Linked DNA regions of Mus musculus: region 2 is linked to region 1. A link is a contact called in public Hi-C data. All regions are on one chromosome and are shown on one strand. The core of a region is the stretch at or near the end of the contact, and the rest is flanking DNA. Distances in the headings are between cores, read along the strand shown. Region 1 has its middle 16 kb from the start of Grsf1. Region 2 overlaps Slc4a4 (solute carrier family 4 (anion exchanger), member 4).

The links. A called contact is a pair of places that touch in the nucleus more often than the background predicts.
Region 2: a Hi-C map of liver shows a contact between it and region 1, with 5 times the contacts expected there. The contact joins two enhancer-like sites. A contact is called at or near these places in 1 of 39 promoter capture datasets (liver) and 3 of 484 Hi-C or Micro-C datasets (the G1E-ER4 cell line, embryonic fibroblasts and liver).

Annotation. Positions count from the first base shown.
Region 1 is chr5:88,690,109-88,694,648 of GRCm38.p6, forward strand. No RefSeq gene overlaps it. Among named protein-coding and RNA genes, the nearest start is that of Grsf1, 16 kb to the left of the region's middle. Within about 2 kb of position 1,788, at least 10 of the 459 cell types and tissues checked have an H3K27ac peak or open chromatin away from gene starts, as enhancers often do. A contact at or near this core is called in liver, where this site is marked.
Region 2 is chr5:88,938,113-88,942,032 of GRCm38.p6, forward strand. The region is part of intron 2 of Slc4a4 (solute carrier family 4 (anion exchanger), member 4); the gene reads left to right. Among named protein-coding and RNA genes, the nearest start is that of Slc4a4, 53 kb to the left of the region's middle. Within about 2 kb of position 1,304, at least 33 of the 459 cell types and tissues checked have an H3K27ac peak or open chromatin away from gene starts, as enhancers often do. A contact at or near this core is called in liver, where this site is marked.

The DNA of each region.
Region 1 (4,540 bases), core at 538-3,037:
CCAGTCCGTTGGAAGAGCACCTAGTCCTTGTTCTTAAATACCAAGCCATCTCTCCAGCCCCTAGCTTTTCTTCTTAAGAGAATGGCATAGGGCTGGAGAGATGGGTCAGCAGTTAGGAGCACTGGCTGCTCTTCCAGAGGTCCTGAGTTCAATTCCCAGCAACCACATGGTGACTCACAACTATCTGTAAGGGGATCTGATACCCTCTTCTGGTGTGTGTGAAGACAGCTACAGTGTACTCATATACAAAAAATAAATAAATCTAAAAAAGAAAGAGAGAAAGACAGAAAGAAAGAAAAAAGGGAATGGCATAGTTGGAGAAGTTGAGAGAGTTTGCACAAAGCATTCACTGTCCTGGTGAAGCACACCAATGTTACTGCAACGCAGACACTAGCTTCCATTCAAGTCTAGACAAAACTAAATCCCTAGCAGAAATTTAAAAATAGCCACTCAGCAGCCACACAGCAAAGAAAAAGGGAGTGGGAACAGGCATTGGGGACACAGTGGCAGGTACTCAGATTTTCTGTTATTTCTTCAAAGATAGTGACTTTCGATTTAATTTCCAGACACTGGCCTGCAGGAGGAAAGTGAAGGAATGAGTAACAGGGCAGACATTTTTCTTTGGGTGGTGCTCTCTCTCTTTGCCGGGGATCTTTGGAAGGCAGCTATGCTCACCACCAAACCATCAATGCACCAGGGATCTTTGGGAAACTGGAGTCTCGTCTCTGACCCTCCAAGATGACGTATGCATGCGGTCAGTCCAAGTTTCAAAATTAATGAAATGTTTTGAGCACTTTTCAGAAATTAGGCTGGATGCCCTTTGACTGGTGGCTGCTTCTGTGAGCCTCTGTGACGAGGTGTGAACTCTGACCTGGAAGATCTCAGATATCATAGATCTTCATATGTAAACAAGAGCTCTTGGAAAAAGCAAACAAGACAGAGAAAAATCACCTGATCCTTTGGATTCGCTCTTAACACTTTGTGTATGTGTTAATTATTTTACAGTGTAAACGTGTCGTAACAAGATCTCTTTAAAAATACATTGACTTAAACAGGAGAGACATTTCACTGAATAGGCTAGAGATACACAGTTCTGGACTGGTAAGAAGGTTTCACCATATTTAACATACAGTTCTCGTCTCTGTGTCCAAGCTTGGTTTGCTTTTGCATCCCAGCCAGGGCCCAGGAAAGAACAAGTCAATGGAGGGGGTGATGGTTTGTATATGCTCAGCCCAGGGAATGGCACTTTTAGAGGGTGTGGCCTCTGGAAGAGCAGCAAGTGCTCTTAAAAGCGGAGCCACCTCTCCAGCAGCTTTTTTTTTTCTTTTTAAAACACAACCTGCTTATTAACTCCTTGAGAAATTATAAAATACATTTAGATCATATTCATCCTCCAGCATTCTTCCCAACTCCCCCAAGACCCACTAGTCACCTCCTCACTGCCTCCTAATTTTGTGACTTATTTTTTTCCTCTCTGATTTAATAATTCACTTGACCCAATTTGCACTGCCCATATACTCGTGGCTGTGGGGCCATCTGTGGAAGAACGGTTTACCTCCCAAGGGCCACAATCTAACTTTCCCTCCCCAAGTCTTGGTCAGGTTCACAGTACCACACAGTACCAGGTATGTGTCTCTTATGTTTTTGGCCATAAATCCAATCAGGAAGTAGTGGATACCCCTGTAACGTTTCTTATTATTTGCCTAAGTTTTCCCTGGATCATGTGTATCTCTCTTGAGGCCAAAGGCTGGTCTTCCTGGGAGGACCCTGGACAGGACTGAATGTAGCCCTTTGTTCCCTATGATATCCTCCGGTCAACTGTGGCTGTTTGGCCACAGCTGCTCAAAGAGAGTTTATATAATCACGGAAGCAGGTGCAAACATGGGCCAAGATTGGGAAAAGACTGCAGAGTCTTCAGAAAATAAAAGAAAATATTTTTTTATGATCTACATGGAATTTCTGCCAATACTCTAATTCTCGTTTAATTCCCACCACAACACTGTAACTCAGATGATATTGTCTCGGCTTTATGATAAGAAAATCTAACCACATCTGACATTTAACCTAGTAAGTAGCAGATCCAGAGATTGTACCTAAGACTGTTTAGCTCACATAGAATCCATCTCATCCCGGGTATCTTAGTATTGAAGAATCTGGCTCTAAGTGGGGGAAAAAATAGCATCGTATAACATTAAACCACATACCAATAATTTTTTTTTGTAATTTATCTTATTAGACAGGACACTGTTTATCAACCCCGCCCCTGAGACTCAGGGACCATCATGGAACAGGGAGTAAGAAGAAAGTCAGAGGCAGTGGATAGGGAGGTTATCAGGTATTTTTCTGTTTCTGTGATAAAATACCATGACCAAGGCAACTTAAAGGAGAAAGGGTTTACTCAGGAGCATCTCTGTTGTCTATCCAACTGGCACAACTCTCTTACTTCTCATCTCAGTTATAAAACAACAAAAATATTCCTAGACATTGTCGATGTCTCCAGGTGTTGGGGATTGGTGCTTTGTCTTAGTTTGGTTCCCAAAATCATACGGAAAGTTGCATGTCCAGACAGTGAGGGCCCCTGTCCTCAACTGGCTTTTGATTAATCAATAAAGAGCCAGTGGCCAATGGCTGGGCAAAATGAAAGAGGCGGGACTTTCAGTGGAGAGATCAGATTTAAGAGCTGCAGGAGAGAAATCATGCAGCAATGTGGATGTATTGGGAAAGCGGCCTCATGGGAAGACTGCCCAGAGGGAAACAGAGCAGCAAAGATAAAACAGAGATTTAGAAAGTGTTAATTCAAGAATACTTGAGTGCCCAGCCATTGAGCTACTAAGGCATATACAAATATCACTGCATAAGTAAGTCTTTCATTTGTGAATAGGGTGGCTAGAAGCATGACCACTCCCCAGGAGGGAGCTCAAATTGGATTAACAGTTCTCTGCTACATTTAGGAGGCAGAAAATCACCTCATTTGAAGAACTGCTGATTTAAAGGAAAATTTTAGATGAAAGTTCTACTCTAAGAAGATAAAAACTAGGGCTGGAGAGATGGCTCAGTGGTTAAAAGCACTGACTGATCTTCCAGAGGTCTTGAGTGGAGTACCAGCAACCACATGGTTACTCACAACCATCTGAGAGGATCTGATGCCCTCTTCTGGTGTTTCTGAAGACAGCTACATATATAATAAATATAGTAAATAAATAATTAAAAAAAAAGATAAAAACCTAAAAGTATTATGGGAAAGCCTGAAGCTGGAAAATTTGTTCTAAGTAAATGCTATTTGAAAAGTAACTCTAAAAATAAGAATTTACTATTTATATGTGGTTATTAATATACTCAAAGTTTCCTATCAAAACTAACAGCGTTCAAGAGTTAAAAGTGCAGGGCTGATAAATACATGAAATTCATTTAAATTTTATTTCACCCTGTTTTCTTCTCTAATGCTGTTTTAAGAAAAAAAGTTATAGGGGTCTCAAGAGATGGAGTAGCAGTTAAGAGCATTTACAGCTGTTCCAGAGGATATAGGCTCAGTTGTCAGCACCCACAGGGCAGCTCTGTTACAACCATCTGTAATTCCAGTTCCAGGTGATCTGACATCCTCTTCAGGTCCCTTTGGGCACAGCACACCCATGGTGTACATACGTGCATTCAAGCAAATACTCATATACATAAAAAGAAAACCTCCCCCAAATTTTTAAGGAAATAAGGATTTTTCATTTGTTATTTTTGTTTTATGTGTATTGTCTGCACGTGTGCCTGAAGTCATTCAAGTTTAACAGAGAATGCTCAGCTCCAGTTTATTTAGCTGTCTCTGAAGTTTATTAGCTAGTGTGGATAGATTAAATGAGATACTAAGTTTGAGCTCACCTTGTCAACAAATACATAGTTACAATGTATCTTTTCCTGTAAGGCCTCTTCTCAAGGAGTTCTATTTATTCTATTTAACTACGTCATTCATCAGGGGTTATTGTATCAACATTCATAGATCACCATGAGGGAAAATATCAAAGAAATGTTAAAAAGTAATGCTTAGGTAGTGCCAAAATTGTCTCACAGAGATGTGGTGAAGCATTTTAGCTAGACTCAAGGCTGCTTTGGAGAAGTTAATTGGAGTTAAAAGTACAGCTGTGTTCTGCCCTCACCAGCCTTATTTAGGTCAGGTGCTTCTAGTGTCTTCTGTCCTGCTACCAACTGCGAGGTGTTTTAGGCATTTGTCACTAAAACTGCCAGGATGATAAAGATGAATGGCTTGATTGATAACTCATAATCTGAGAGGTAACTGACCAGCTTCCGGGGTGGGGGTGGGAGGACTGTTCTTGGTCTCTGTGACAAATGTTTTCCAAAATCAATGTGAATCATTTCACACTACAGTATCCATGTTTTTAAAAAAACATCAGCCAGGCGGTGGTGGCACACGCCTTTAATCCCAGCACTTGGGAGGCAGAGGCAGGCGAATCTCTGAGTTCGAGGCCAGCCTGGTCTACAGAGTGAATTGGCCCTTGTGTTCCCTCTCCCATGAAGCTGCTTTCAACCTTGTCAA
Region 2 (3,920 bases), core at 54-2,553, 250 kb after region 1:
AGCCTCCCCATCCCCAGCCCCCACCCTTCCACCCAAGATGGGAGGAATAGATTTTTTTTTTTTTTAAAGTCAGCTTGGAGATCAGCAGAGTGGTATGTATCTGTACATCTAGTGCTTGAGAACCTGAGGCAGGAGGATCAGGAGGAGTTCAAGGGCAGCCTGAAGACCCTGTCTCAAAAAAAAAATCAGCTTGGATTTTGGATCTGTGTGATATAAACAGATTACTTAATATTCTCATATTTTGCAATAGGGGAAAAAGAGCAAACTCCACCTTATCCTTTGAGATAAGGCCTTGGCTTGGCTGGGCTAGGTAACTCCCCAGCGGCCTTGGCAGCTCTCACTTCATGAGGAGGGGCCTCTCCTTAACTTTGAATCCAACTAGCAACTCAGGAAACATAAATAACTGTAGGACAATATGGTCTGAAATGTCTATGTTACTGAGGCTTGCTTGGTGCTCCTTCAATGCTGTTAGGATATAGTGTACTATTTTCCCTCCATTTCAAAACTGAGTCCCACAGGAAGTGCCTTCCCTCCTGTTAAAGGCAGGGATAAGCCTAGAAATCCCACTATCCCTGATGGTCATTAAGAGAGTACTGTTTCAAACTCTGGAATTTATCATGAGGGCTTTTCAGAGAAATGCATTTTGGAAGTGTAGGGCGGTATTTGGGACTGAGCTCCCAATCACCAAATATTTGCTAAAACAAAAGATGTGTTCATCAATATATAATGTGAACTAAATAAAACATACGCAGAATTACGTAACTCTCATATCTCTGCTTATACTTTTTGTTAGTATTTTGCTCTTAGCCCTTAAAGTCAAGTGGTATGGCATGGTCCGTAGTTTACCCTTGGTATTCTATTCTATTTTATAAGGGTCATTTTCAGTTTGATCTTGCTTATTTGTATGGAGTGGCAAGCAAAAGTAGCCACTAACCCTCCTCTCTTTAGACCCATCTTGTTCTGTTCTGTGTTTTGAAAACAAGAGAGTAAGATGATGAAATGGGGGCCTTTGGCTTCTTGGAGGTCAGGACCTCAACATTTTACAGACATGAAATCATAATGACTTAAGCTGGTTTTCAGGAGAGGAGGCTGCGATGCTCTAATGTGTGTGTATTGGAGGAAGGTAGTGTTCTAAAGAAAAAAGGCGGGGCTTGGTCTGGGAGACATTTGTTAAGAATTATAGTGGTCATAACAGTAACTGCAGAGAAGGGGTAATGAAAACCTATCAGATGGGAAGGGAGGGGCCAGGTCAGGGCTGGGGCTATTCTGAGCTCTGGACGCAAGTGTCCGGTTGCAATGTGCTGTCCACTTGAACGGCTCAGAAACTGTGTACAGAGGGAACACTTGGGCAAAGACTGCCGAAGGAAAAGCCCTCTTAGCCAAAACAATGTAGTCCCACATTGGAGAACTTTAAAGATTTTTAAAAGTTCCCTCTTGACTAGCAGCTTGGCCTTACCCTCCCTCAGCAGATGGTCTATAGATCTTTCCAAATTCCTCTCTTCTTTTTCCTTTGGTCTCAGCTATCCACTCCCCTGAGGTCCTAAAGACTACAGCTCTTATCGCCATGGCTGCAGGGCACCTCTTGCTGTTAGAGAAGGGACATCTTTATCCCTAGATTTTGTCCTCATCCAGGATATCTGATGAGGTTTCATGGGTTTTTGAACAGGAAACAGGCGTTACACCTTCCCAGAGCTTTCCTCTGTTGAGAATTCCCTGGTAATGTTACGGACTAAAAACCCCTTGAAGCCATTTCCTGCTCTAATTGTTGACCTTGTTTTATGGCAGTAAGCCTCAACAAATTGAACTTGGTACTTTGTGTTTTGCAAGGATTCAGGCATTCTGAAATGACACTCTGGGGACAATTTTGCCCTAGATGAAGCCTCTTATCTGGTCAGTTAGTGAGATGTTGTCTTATATTTACATTGGAAGTATCTACCAAAGTGTTGTATTCATGTGCTGTTCCAGTAGAGTGGTTAAGCACCAGTTGGATAAACTGATTCAACAAGACCAAATAAATAAACTCCCAAACTGAATCCTGTTATGGGATCATTGAATCAGTGAAGGAAGCCACTTAGAATGGAGAGTTTGGGTTTCTTTCTCCATAAAATGGAAACAGGGCAACATGCCATTTATAATATAACTCGTGATGATTATACAAAATGATGTCACTGATGTACGCAGCACTAAGAAGAATAGGAATGCTTTTAGATTTGGGAGAGGCAGAAGATGAAGAACTTGATGTTGAAGTGTGAGGGCCTGGGTCCGGCTCCTGAGAATCCTCGACTGGGGTGATGACTGTCTGTAATGCCCGTGTTCCTCTGTGAATTGGAAAGTGAGGCAATGCTATCCTTAGAAACTCAGCTGTCCTGGCTTACATAGTGGCAGACAGTAAAGAGGGCCTGTCCCAAGCAAGGTAGAAGATGCGAGCTGATGTTTGATGTTGTCATCTAACCACCAAGTATAGGCTGTGGCATATGCACACCTGCATATTCTCTCTCTTTCTCACTCACTCACACACAAGCACACACTTGGATTATCATCTCTCTAAAAGTTCTCGATAAGACTGACGGAGCATATCATTCTGAAGGATTTAGTTGGTTGCAGCGTCCGTTGGCTTCCTCAGTTCCTCCCTCCTAACACTCAGCCTTTTGCCCTCTTACCTGCTCCCCCCAACCCCCGCTGCTTTCTCTATTGGAGAAGCCAAGACAGAATGGCCAAGTGAAATTCCCAAGGACTAGCATCCATTTCTCTTTGGACTCTTTTTGTTTCTCTTTAAGCTCTGGATATAAGACTTAATGATCATGGTTAGGCTGTGGATATACCTCACCCTTAGCTTATTAAATTGTCTCATTTTCTAAGAAAAATCATTAAATCACGTGTGTGCCTGATGTAAACTGCTTACCCAGTGTCAATTAAAGCCTGCAGTGTCTTCCCTGGAATATAGAAGTGTTCTAGTGGGTCGTGTTCTGATGGTGAGCTCTACATGTGAGCATCATACATGAACACTCACAAACCATCCCCTCCCCAACACAGACTAGAGTAATTCTGGGTCCTATGGGCTATTATGTAGTTTGGGTGGCAATAAAATGAGATCATGCAACAGTGTAGAGGTACTATGTATTCTAGCCTGAGCTAAATACTTCCCTATTGTTTTAATCATTGCAAACAATTTTAATTTGGGGGGATTAAAAGTGGGGTCTGGTGAGTATGATGAGAGTGAGACTGGAATAAAGATCAGCTGAGCTTCCTTTGTTACCTGGTGAGCTTGCTGCTGAGATGGTGTTTCGATTTCACTTTACCTTTTGGCTAATTCCAAGAGGACTGAGGCAGGAGGCTGCCGTGACAAGGGTTCACGGGAGGTTCTGCACACTGCATCCCGACACTACTGATTGCCAGGTGGGATGAGAGGCGAAGGGGGTGAGGGTGGTGAGTGACATCCACTGAGTCAGCTGTATGGGTGACTTAAATAATTCCCATCTCTGAATAGCGAGAAGGCTTTTAAGTCTGGTAATTGCTTTTACCTTTCACAGGGTTGGAATGAGAAGACAGCTGTCCTAAGGTATTCATTGGGTTCACCTTTAGACTCCGTTGATTTTGAAAGAACTCCATGAGATATTATTTTACAGAATATTGTCAAGGTTGAATGCACAGTATTTTGTTCTTAAACCAGGCTGAAATGTCTGGAGATAGAAATAAGGGTTAAATTTTAGTAATATTAACCAATACATCTCTTGCAGAGGATCACAATTACATATTTATAGGTTGTTGAGGTCATCACCCAAGTCCTCGTCTATTACAACTTCACTGAGAATTTCTATGTGTGCTGCAAAACCAGGGCAGTGTCTTTGGCGTTCAGTGGATAGCTGAATCCAGGATACGTGTGTTTGGCGAATTCAATCAGTATCTGATTGTTCAGGGTT